2 separate regions of the Zea mays genome follow, and region 2 is linked to region 1. The links are chromatin contacts, called in public Hi-C maps. All regions are on one chromosome and are shown on one strand. The core of a region is the stretch at or near the end of the contact, and the rest is flanking DNA. Distances in the headings are between cores, read along the strand shown. Region 1 holds the start of LOC100281829 (harpin-induced protein). Region 2 holds the start of LOC100216954.

What was found. A called contact is a pair of places that touch in the nucleus more often than the background predicts.
Region 2: a Hi-C map of ear shows a contact between it and region 1, with 2.2 times the contacts expected there. The contact joins the promoter of LOC100216954 here to the promoter of LOC100281829 in region 1. A contact is called at or near these places in 3 of 25 Hi-C or Micro-C datasets (ear and leaf).

Annotation. Positions count from the first base shown.
Region 1 is chr6:178,366,064-178,370,312 of Zm-B73-REFERENCE-NAM-5.0, reverse strand. It overlaps LOC100281829 (harpin-induced protein), which reads right to left and starts at 2,406. Exons shown (of 1, transcript NM_001291643.1): 1 at 1,427-2,406. The coding sequence starts at 2,359. The coding sequence ends at 1,628. LOC100381615 reads right to left here. Exons shown (of 15, transcript NM_001361456.1): 15 at 3,304-3,854. The coding sequence ends at 3,729.
Region 2 is chr6:178,494,293-178,498,541 of Zm-B73-REFERENCE-NAM-5.0, reverse strand. LOC100216954 reads right to left here and starts at 2,507. Exons shown (of 3, transcript NM_001401402.1): 1 at 2,142-2,507; 2 at 1,063-2,052; 3 at 1-437. The coding sequence starts at 1,810.

The DNA.
Region 1 (4,249 bases), core at 1,157-3,656:
AGCAAAAATCTTCACCCAATGGGTAAATGGGTATTAGAACGTTTCAACTTCACCCATACCCGTTAAAACTCGTGGGTATAAAATACCCAATATAAACTTAGCCCAAGCATGAACTTGGATTTAGTCATCCATCATTTTTACTATTTAACAACCTTTTAAGCCATAATGTCATAGAATGCTTAACGACAATTTAATGACCATGTAATGGAAAATATAATGTGCTATGTAGCATTGTCCTAGTGTTACTACTTTATCCAATTATCTTTGGTGTGTTGAATGGATGGTTAAATGATGCTAGAATTTTTGTAATGATATTTAGATAGATATAGTTGACATTTGTATCATATAATATTTTGATAGATGTTTAATTTTTGTGGGTATAGGTGACCCGATGGGTGACCTATACCTACATGGGTATGAGTATGAGGGTAAATCCATACCCACCAGTGTATATGGGTGACCCGATGGGTTATTTTTTGTTGTGGGTACGGGTATGGGATAGTAATACTCGGTGGGTATTTATCCATTGCCATCTCTAAGCTAGGTCCAGCGTAGGGATGGCAGCGTAGGGATGGCAACAGGGATTTCCCCGTCGGGGAATGGCTCCCTATCTCCGTCCCTGCGAACGCTCACGGGGGAGCTTTTTCTCCCATCCCCGTCCCCGTCGGGGAATTTATCCCCGTGGGGAACCTCGCAGAGAATCTGTCCTTAGTAGAACTACAATATTTAAATATAAATTTAAATTAATTGTATCAAATTAATACAAATTTAACAAACAAGATTGAAAATTACAATAGACATCTACTTTAGAGTTTAGTTTGCTATTTTATAACATGTCATGCATTGAGTTTTTATTATAATTCTACCAAATAAATTGACTAACTTGAATAAAAAAGTTTCGTGGGGCGGGTACACGGGGAACGTTTTCCATCCCCCGTTCCCGCGAACCCGACGGGGATTAAATTTGCCCCATTTAGATCCCCGCGGGGACTAGATTAGTCTCATACCCGTCCCCTAACAGAGGAATTTCCCACGGGAAATCGGAGATCGGGTCTCCATTGCCATCTCTAGTACAGCGCACTCAATCCTGCCCGCTAGCCAGACTCAACATCAACGTGGCCGGCAAGGTTCTCTCCTCGACCTTGGCTGAGGCTGTCTCAACAACAACAACGGTCTGTAAATATAATGACCATGTAATATATACGGATGATCATGGGTTACCATGTATTATGTAATATCCATAATCATCCGTATCACTCTATATACGTATATAATGTAATGTTTCTGTCACTGTACGCCAATGTTCAGGAGTATTCAATTTCGGCGCGCCAAATACTAGTGAGTATTATTGGAGCACCACTAGGCTGCAGCTCAGTTATAGCTTAGCCGCCACCAGTCAAAATAACTGACTCACCATCATCAATTGGTCATCGAATTGTGCCCAAAGTCTGTCCTCTGTAAACGAGACTAGCCGACAGGAGTGTTATTGGATCATCATTCGGCGGCAGTTCAGTTATAGCTGCCACCGTAACTATCTCCGCCGGTCATCGCCGGCGGTAAAGAGAAAGGGCAAAAACTACACCGGCCGGCTCACCCACAGACTACAGCTGACGAAGAGTAGACCACGTCAGCGCCCGAAGTCCGCGACGCACGCGGGGTTGCCGGCGACGGCGACGGCCGCGGCAGAGACGCGGAGCGCGACGCGGCACCGCATGGCGACGCGCACGGTGCGGCGGCCGTAGAGCCCGCCGAGCAGGCTGAGCCTGCCGTCGACGGCGGTGCGCGTGGCGAGGCGCACCTCGCCGCCGCCGAACAGCACCTGGGCGACCACGGCGGGCGCGACCCTGTCGACGAGCACGTCGACGTCGGCGGCCACCCGGCTGGCACCGCGCGCGGGGACCTCCCCGGGCGGCGCGCGGCCCACGCCGACGGGGCCCGGGTCCGCCGCGCCGTCCACGAAGATCTCCGTGGCGCTGGCGCCGAACCGCATGGACTCGTAGTTGGGGTTGCGGACCACGATGGCGCCGGACAGCGTGACGTTGATCCGCAGCGGGCGCGCCGGGGACGCGGCGTCCAGGCGCACGCTGAAGCGCCTGACGGCCACGGACTCCATGGACAGCGTCGGGTCCCGCACCCTGAGCACGGTGAGCGACAGCGACAGCACCGCCGCCGCGGCCAGCGCGCCGCCGACGGCCACGCCGCAGCACGCCCGCCGCAGCCAGCGGCGGCCGTGCCCCGCCGACGGTGTCGGGGCATCGGCGCCACCGTCGCGGGCCTTGTTGGCGCTGGCGGCGTCAATTACAACGAAGGGAGCGGAGGCTTTGGTGGGCTTGGTCGGCGGGTTGGCGGCGTCGGCCATGGGTCGTGGTGGTGCTGGAGCGCGTGCCGGGGACAGCCGGCATTGGTTGTGTCACTTGTGTGGTGTTGCTGAACACGATCGAGATGATTAAGGCGGGCAGGGCAGGTACTTGTCACACACCACGGTGACCATGCTCGGTGGTTGGGGAGTTGGACGTCCCGTTCGGTGCTCTGTTTGCACCGGTGGGGGATTAAATTGGGTCAGCGAGCTTGATTGCCTGGCCTGGCTACGGCTGCTTCTCTGCTCGACACGACGAGAAGGGACGAGTACGTACGTGCCATGACGATGTTGATTGCTGGCAGTTGGGTTACACGAAGGCCACGTGGTCCTGAACCTGAACCTGAACCAGACCAGGCCTTCCACGGACGGGCTTCCATTCTAGTGCTCGAGCTCGGGGAGGTGCTCTCCGAATGGACCAAGGCATGTCGTCCAGCTACGGCCTCCGAGGGAGGACAAGGCTGGCATGGCGGAGCCTCTCCGTCGACGCCAGTTTCTTCTTCGTTCTATATATGTGCTTGCCTGCGTTCTGTAGAAGCAAATCCCTCGAACGCTACACTTTTTTTTTTGTCTGCGCAGCTTTCTAAAAACAATCCAGATTCTCATAACTTGATATGTGGCGTTCCCGGCTGCGGCCGTGCTCTATTCCCGGTCGGCGTGGACACAGTAAAATGCGGTGCGCTTGCGGCGGATACCCGCCGTGTCGTGTCCGTGGTTCCTTTCCACGAGACCAATCGGTCCAGGATCTCGCCCGGGCGTTGTCAGACACCTCCCGCGTTCGTGTTCCGGCCGCGCACCCGCCACTGGATGAGGTAAAACATGCAGGAAATTTGAATAAACGAATCTCCAGCGCATATTACTTTTTTTTTATCATCACAAAATAGTGCCGAGATGATTCGCAGGGGCAGCACCAAAAAAACGTACAGCAAGGCGGAGCCACAACGAATCATCACGATGCCAGAGAGCTATTATCATTCATTGACCACCTCGAAACTTCATTTATCTCTATGCAGATTTACACAAGACGGGTACCAGTGTACCACCAAAACGGGTGCAAAAAAAATGCGCCACCATCTCTTTCCTTTCAGGCAGCAGCATTACGTATACCAAATCTGGAGGGGGAAAAATGAACTCTATCGGGCACAAAAACCGTTCTGCCATGGCCCGGTGGAAAAAGGGACCATATCCTCGCACTATCTAACCATATTCACACTGCACAAAGCCACCACCCACTTCAAACTGAGATATCCACGGGCACTCCTCTGAAGCCACCACCTTATTTTCGCAGAATTCACAGGCCACACCACTCTGGAAAGACGATATGTGTTGGAAACAAACACCGCCCGTGACAAATTCAAACGTTTGATAAACATTACTGGGCGCAGAATTGCTCTTTATCTTCGTGCCACTTCCTCACAGTGCCATCCAACTCCGGAAATGAAGAAAGAACAAGCAGCTCAAGGAGTTCGAACGCTAGCTGCTTCAAACAAACCGGGGACTGTATGGGGAAAAAACAAATATAAATGTGAGCCAAGGATCAGACAACCGATGCTGCTCTTTTTTTATCTGACTGGCAGTTTCCTATTGTTTCTCAAATGCATGTTGCTTACTACTTTCCACAGAAATAATTCAGATCACTAACTAAACATCTACGGTCCTTAGAAAAACATAAAATAGTTCGTTAGGGACACTGAAGCAATTTTCATTTTCATGTGGTCTATGTAAATACGTATCCCTATATGTTAGTAATCTACCATGATGAAGGCATAAAAGAACCATATTAATTTTTTACTAACTTTATGCGAGTATTTAATTGCTTGAACCAGTATGGAGCCTGAATCAACTAATAATAATCAATAATAGGATAGCTGGGTGAGTTGGTCACCGAGGCGT
Region 2 (4,249 bases), core at 1,258-3,757, 130 kb before region 1:
ATGCAGTGGCTTTTCAAACACCACTGACGATACTGAACCACTCTCACAGTTCGAATGGCTGCTTAAGGTTTCTAATGACTCCTCAGGACCACACTTGCTTTTACAGTGTTGCTGCTGAACCGTGCCAACACAATCCATACCACTAGGAACTATGGCAATATGCATTTTAGTATCATGTTCAGCCGGCTTGTTCTTATTCAATGAACGCTTCTCCAGCCTATTCTCCAAAAGGACAACCTCATCATCTCTTGCTGCTTCGTGCTTTCCTGTCTTTGTTTTCTGGCAGCCATGATCATTATTAGAATCTCTTGTCCTGTCCTTGCCCTCATGACCAACAGACCTTATGGTTCTCATCTTAATACTTTTACATGCATGTTTCCCAGCTTTCCAGGTAGGATTATTTGTCAATCCACAAGGTTGATATCTATGCAAATGATCTGGTGAAAATCACTAGGTCAGTATAGCACCCTTTGGAGGTTCAGAAGCAGGAAGAAAACATCACATATGCCAGGAAGTCATCACAAGATAATATGTCAAATTACCACGGTGCATCATCTAAGCTATAAGATCACATCCAACCTAACATCAGTTTTGCATACTGACCAAAAAATCCATGCCTTCCATAATTTCACAAGTAGCCTTATGCAGAATTGTAAATAATAATAAAAAAAAGACCTGTGTAGTTCCCAACAGAGAGATATATTAAAAAAAACTACGATCAGCAGGGAGCAGTCAGGCCTGATGGTCTCCCTGATTTCTCTGTACCCATTTGTAGAATTTTGGACACAAGAAAATCGTCATATTGTTATCATGAACCCTTAAACAAAACAAACAGGCTGGAGGTAGCAGCAACAGAGATAACTGAACTAGCAGTGTAACTATCTAAGTATAAAGTGATGTGCATCTTCCAGAATCTGTTGAAGATAAACACAAACAAGCAGTCACCAACGCTCATGCATCTAGCTAGCCAACATAAATGATAGCTGCCATTGTTAGAAGACATGGTACTGCTATCAAAGGAATCAAACTACCCGAAAATACAAAGTAGCAGAGCAGGTTTACCGGGTTCCGAGATATTTTGTGCAGCAGGGGGAGTTCCGACAAAATCATTCCCATGCCGTGAATCATCACTGAGTAGCCTTGCCATGCAGGATATTGCTGTGCCCTTTGCTTGATCTGTGGATGCTGCGCTGCGATGACAGCTGTTTGTGTCCAATGGAGTATCCAAGGTTGAAGTGCCAGAGGAGCTGCTTGAACATGTTGCCACACCCAACAAGTGTTCATCAGCCTTCTGACCATTTGGTCTGGAACCATTCCAGATATCTCCATTGCAGAGCTCTGAGAGCGGACGAGACCTATCCTTCTTCCTGGGGATCCCGCAAGGTTGGTCCTGATGTGCAGCAGCATGCTTCCTCTTTGTGGTGGCCTGAGAGCGCACAATTCTTCTGGCCTGCCCAACATTAGGCAGATCATTATACTTGGGAGCAAAGATTGCGGCAGCATTAGACAGGTCCATTGTGGGGACCGTCTTGGATCCGATGTCCCTGAGATCCCTCATACGGCAGGAGCCTTGAGGCGTATCGTCCTCGGAGTCATAGGGCGTCTTGCGCTTCCTCTTGGACCGCGGCGGCGGCAGAGGCGGCTGGATGGCTGGAGAAGGATCCTTTGGTGCAGCATCTTTGACTTGTCCGTTGGGCATTCCAACTTTGGGACTAGGTGAGCAGCTGGGGGCATGGAGGTAGGCCTTGGTTACCGGGCCAAGAGCGCTATCCTTCTCTATGTCGAGGGCCTGGAGAATGGCGCCCTCCATGCGGGCGTACCTGCCCTTGTTGTAGCTCCAGCTGGACCTGTTGCCGCTGGCGGCGAGTGTGAGGGCGTTGGTGATGCGCTGCTCGAAGTCGAGCTCCCCGCAGCGGAAGGGCTTGACGCGCTTGCACCTGGCCAGGTTACACCAGTCGCTGTGGCGAGCGCAAGCAAGTGTTCGTTAGGCTTAGAGTAGCTGGCTGCACTCCATAACTCTAGGACTTGAGGAGTGAGCAGGAGATTGACTGACTGAAATGGTGTGACATCTCGCCATTAATAGTAAGTGGGGGGAAACGAACTTGAAGAGTGCGGAAGGAAGGAAGAAAGAAGCGGCATACACGAAGGTTGGTCCGTCGGGGCGACGGCCGAGGAGCATGATGGGCGTGGCGGGGCAGCGCGGCGGCGGGGCGCAGCCTTCGGGGACGTCTTGCGGCGAGATGACGATGCTGGGCCACCAGGAGCCGTTGGGGCGGCGCAGCCAGACCAGGGTACCCTCCACGGAGACATCCACCGCCGGGCCCTCTTCCTTGAGCAGACCCCCCATCTGTGGTGGTGCTGGCGCTCCAATTCCAATCCCCCCTCCGCTCCGGCAACCTGATCTCTCCGCCTGGACAGGGGGAGGGACTGCAGCGGCGCGGAGGGCACAGAACGCGGGCTCCCGCTCCCCCCGTGGTGGCGTGAGGCGAGGCGGAGCAGTGGGGTAGTCGGCCTTCGGGGTAGGGGGAGAGACAATTGCATATACAATACTCTAAACAGTATGTTTCGCAATAATGTCAACAGAAAGATTTAATCCGTAAAAAAGTACTACAAAATGTGTCTAATTGATTATTCTATCATTTAACGTATATCCTTCCTTTTTATAATCTGATCTCATGTATTTTCTCTCTGACAAGATAGTTTTACCTCTTTATTAATTATACACATTTATTATTTGAAGATATGGCCACGAGAAAACACGAACGAACATAACCCGATTGAATCTCCTCCTGATTCTCTCGCCAATTGCCATGGATCCCACACATGCTGCAGCCTCATGCCTGAGCACACACCAAACTTTTCCTTGGAGGAGCCTCAAATATGCAATTGTCTCATAGTAGTCATATTCAAAGACTAATATGATACATGTGTGTTACGACGGCACACAATTATATTTGATACCCATAAAAAAGTTAATATCAGGATAAATATATGGTCCACATATAAGATATTAAACTGATAAAAATAAATAGTATACTTTATTTTAGTAAAAAGACTAAGAAAAATATATTATACTAATAAAAATAAATATTATACTTTATTTTAGTAAAAAAACTAAGAAATATATGAGTTGAAAAATTGACTAATCTTTTTTTATAGTTTGCTCAGTCGCTTGCCCTCGTTCAGCTAGCGAGGTGGTATTATGTGAGAATGCTACGACGCGTATGGATTTCTGTCGTGATAGGCTTAAGTGGTTTGTGAAGACCCATATATGGGACCTATTGTTATACGAGAAACAGAAAAATGGAATAGACGAACACGTTTCTGTAACACCCGGGTTTTAGGGGTCCAAAGCCCGGGCGCGAACATAATCACCAGGTGTGCTGGGACCAAGTCTCACACATATGATGATTCATGGCACAGGATCGAATGTCACATCTTTACTACATAACAGGAGTTCTGTACAAAATAAATAATTACATTATAAGGAGACAACGGTCCAGCAACCCAAAGTTGACTGGGAGACGACGACCTAGACCTCTCACGAACACATCGCAGCATCCTCCATGCGCTTCATCCTGCGGTACCTGTTCTTGACCTGTGGGGGGGGTGTGAGACAGCAAGAGTGAGCTCACATACGTTCATCGCTCAACAAGTTGTGGGGAATAATGTGCATGAACTCGCCAAAGGTGTGAGTTCATGTGAAGTGTAAGGCTTACCAAAGAGGATGGTTGAAGCTGAGCATTGCTTTTAAAGTTGGTCAAAATTTTATTAGCAATTACTAAGTATAAGTAAATACCAACCCAAGTAAATAGTAGAACAAAAGTAACATCATCACCTGCGATGCAATGCATATGACAAATTGAATTTAGTTCCATAAATTAATCATGTGAGGGTCCGAGCTGCTCATGACCGTGAGCACGGCTAGTATACCAGTTTTACACTCTGCAGAGGTGGCGCATCTTTACCCACAAGTCATGTTACCCATCTGCCAAGGGATCGCGACTTCCCATACACCTCTACCGAGGAGGCGAGGCAGGGTAACACTACGAGGCCTTTACAAAGTTCCACTAGCTTCAGAAAACCCGCTACAGTTTATAGGAAGCTCCAATGCAGGAATCCCTTGCAGGACCGCCATCGCAGCAAAATCCTCCCGAGGGCCTCCCTACACTGACCACTCCCCTACTGCCCTTGCCCCTTTCGGGTAAGGTAGTCCTCCACTAGCTTTCCTAATTAATCAGCCAAGGGC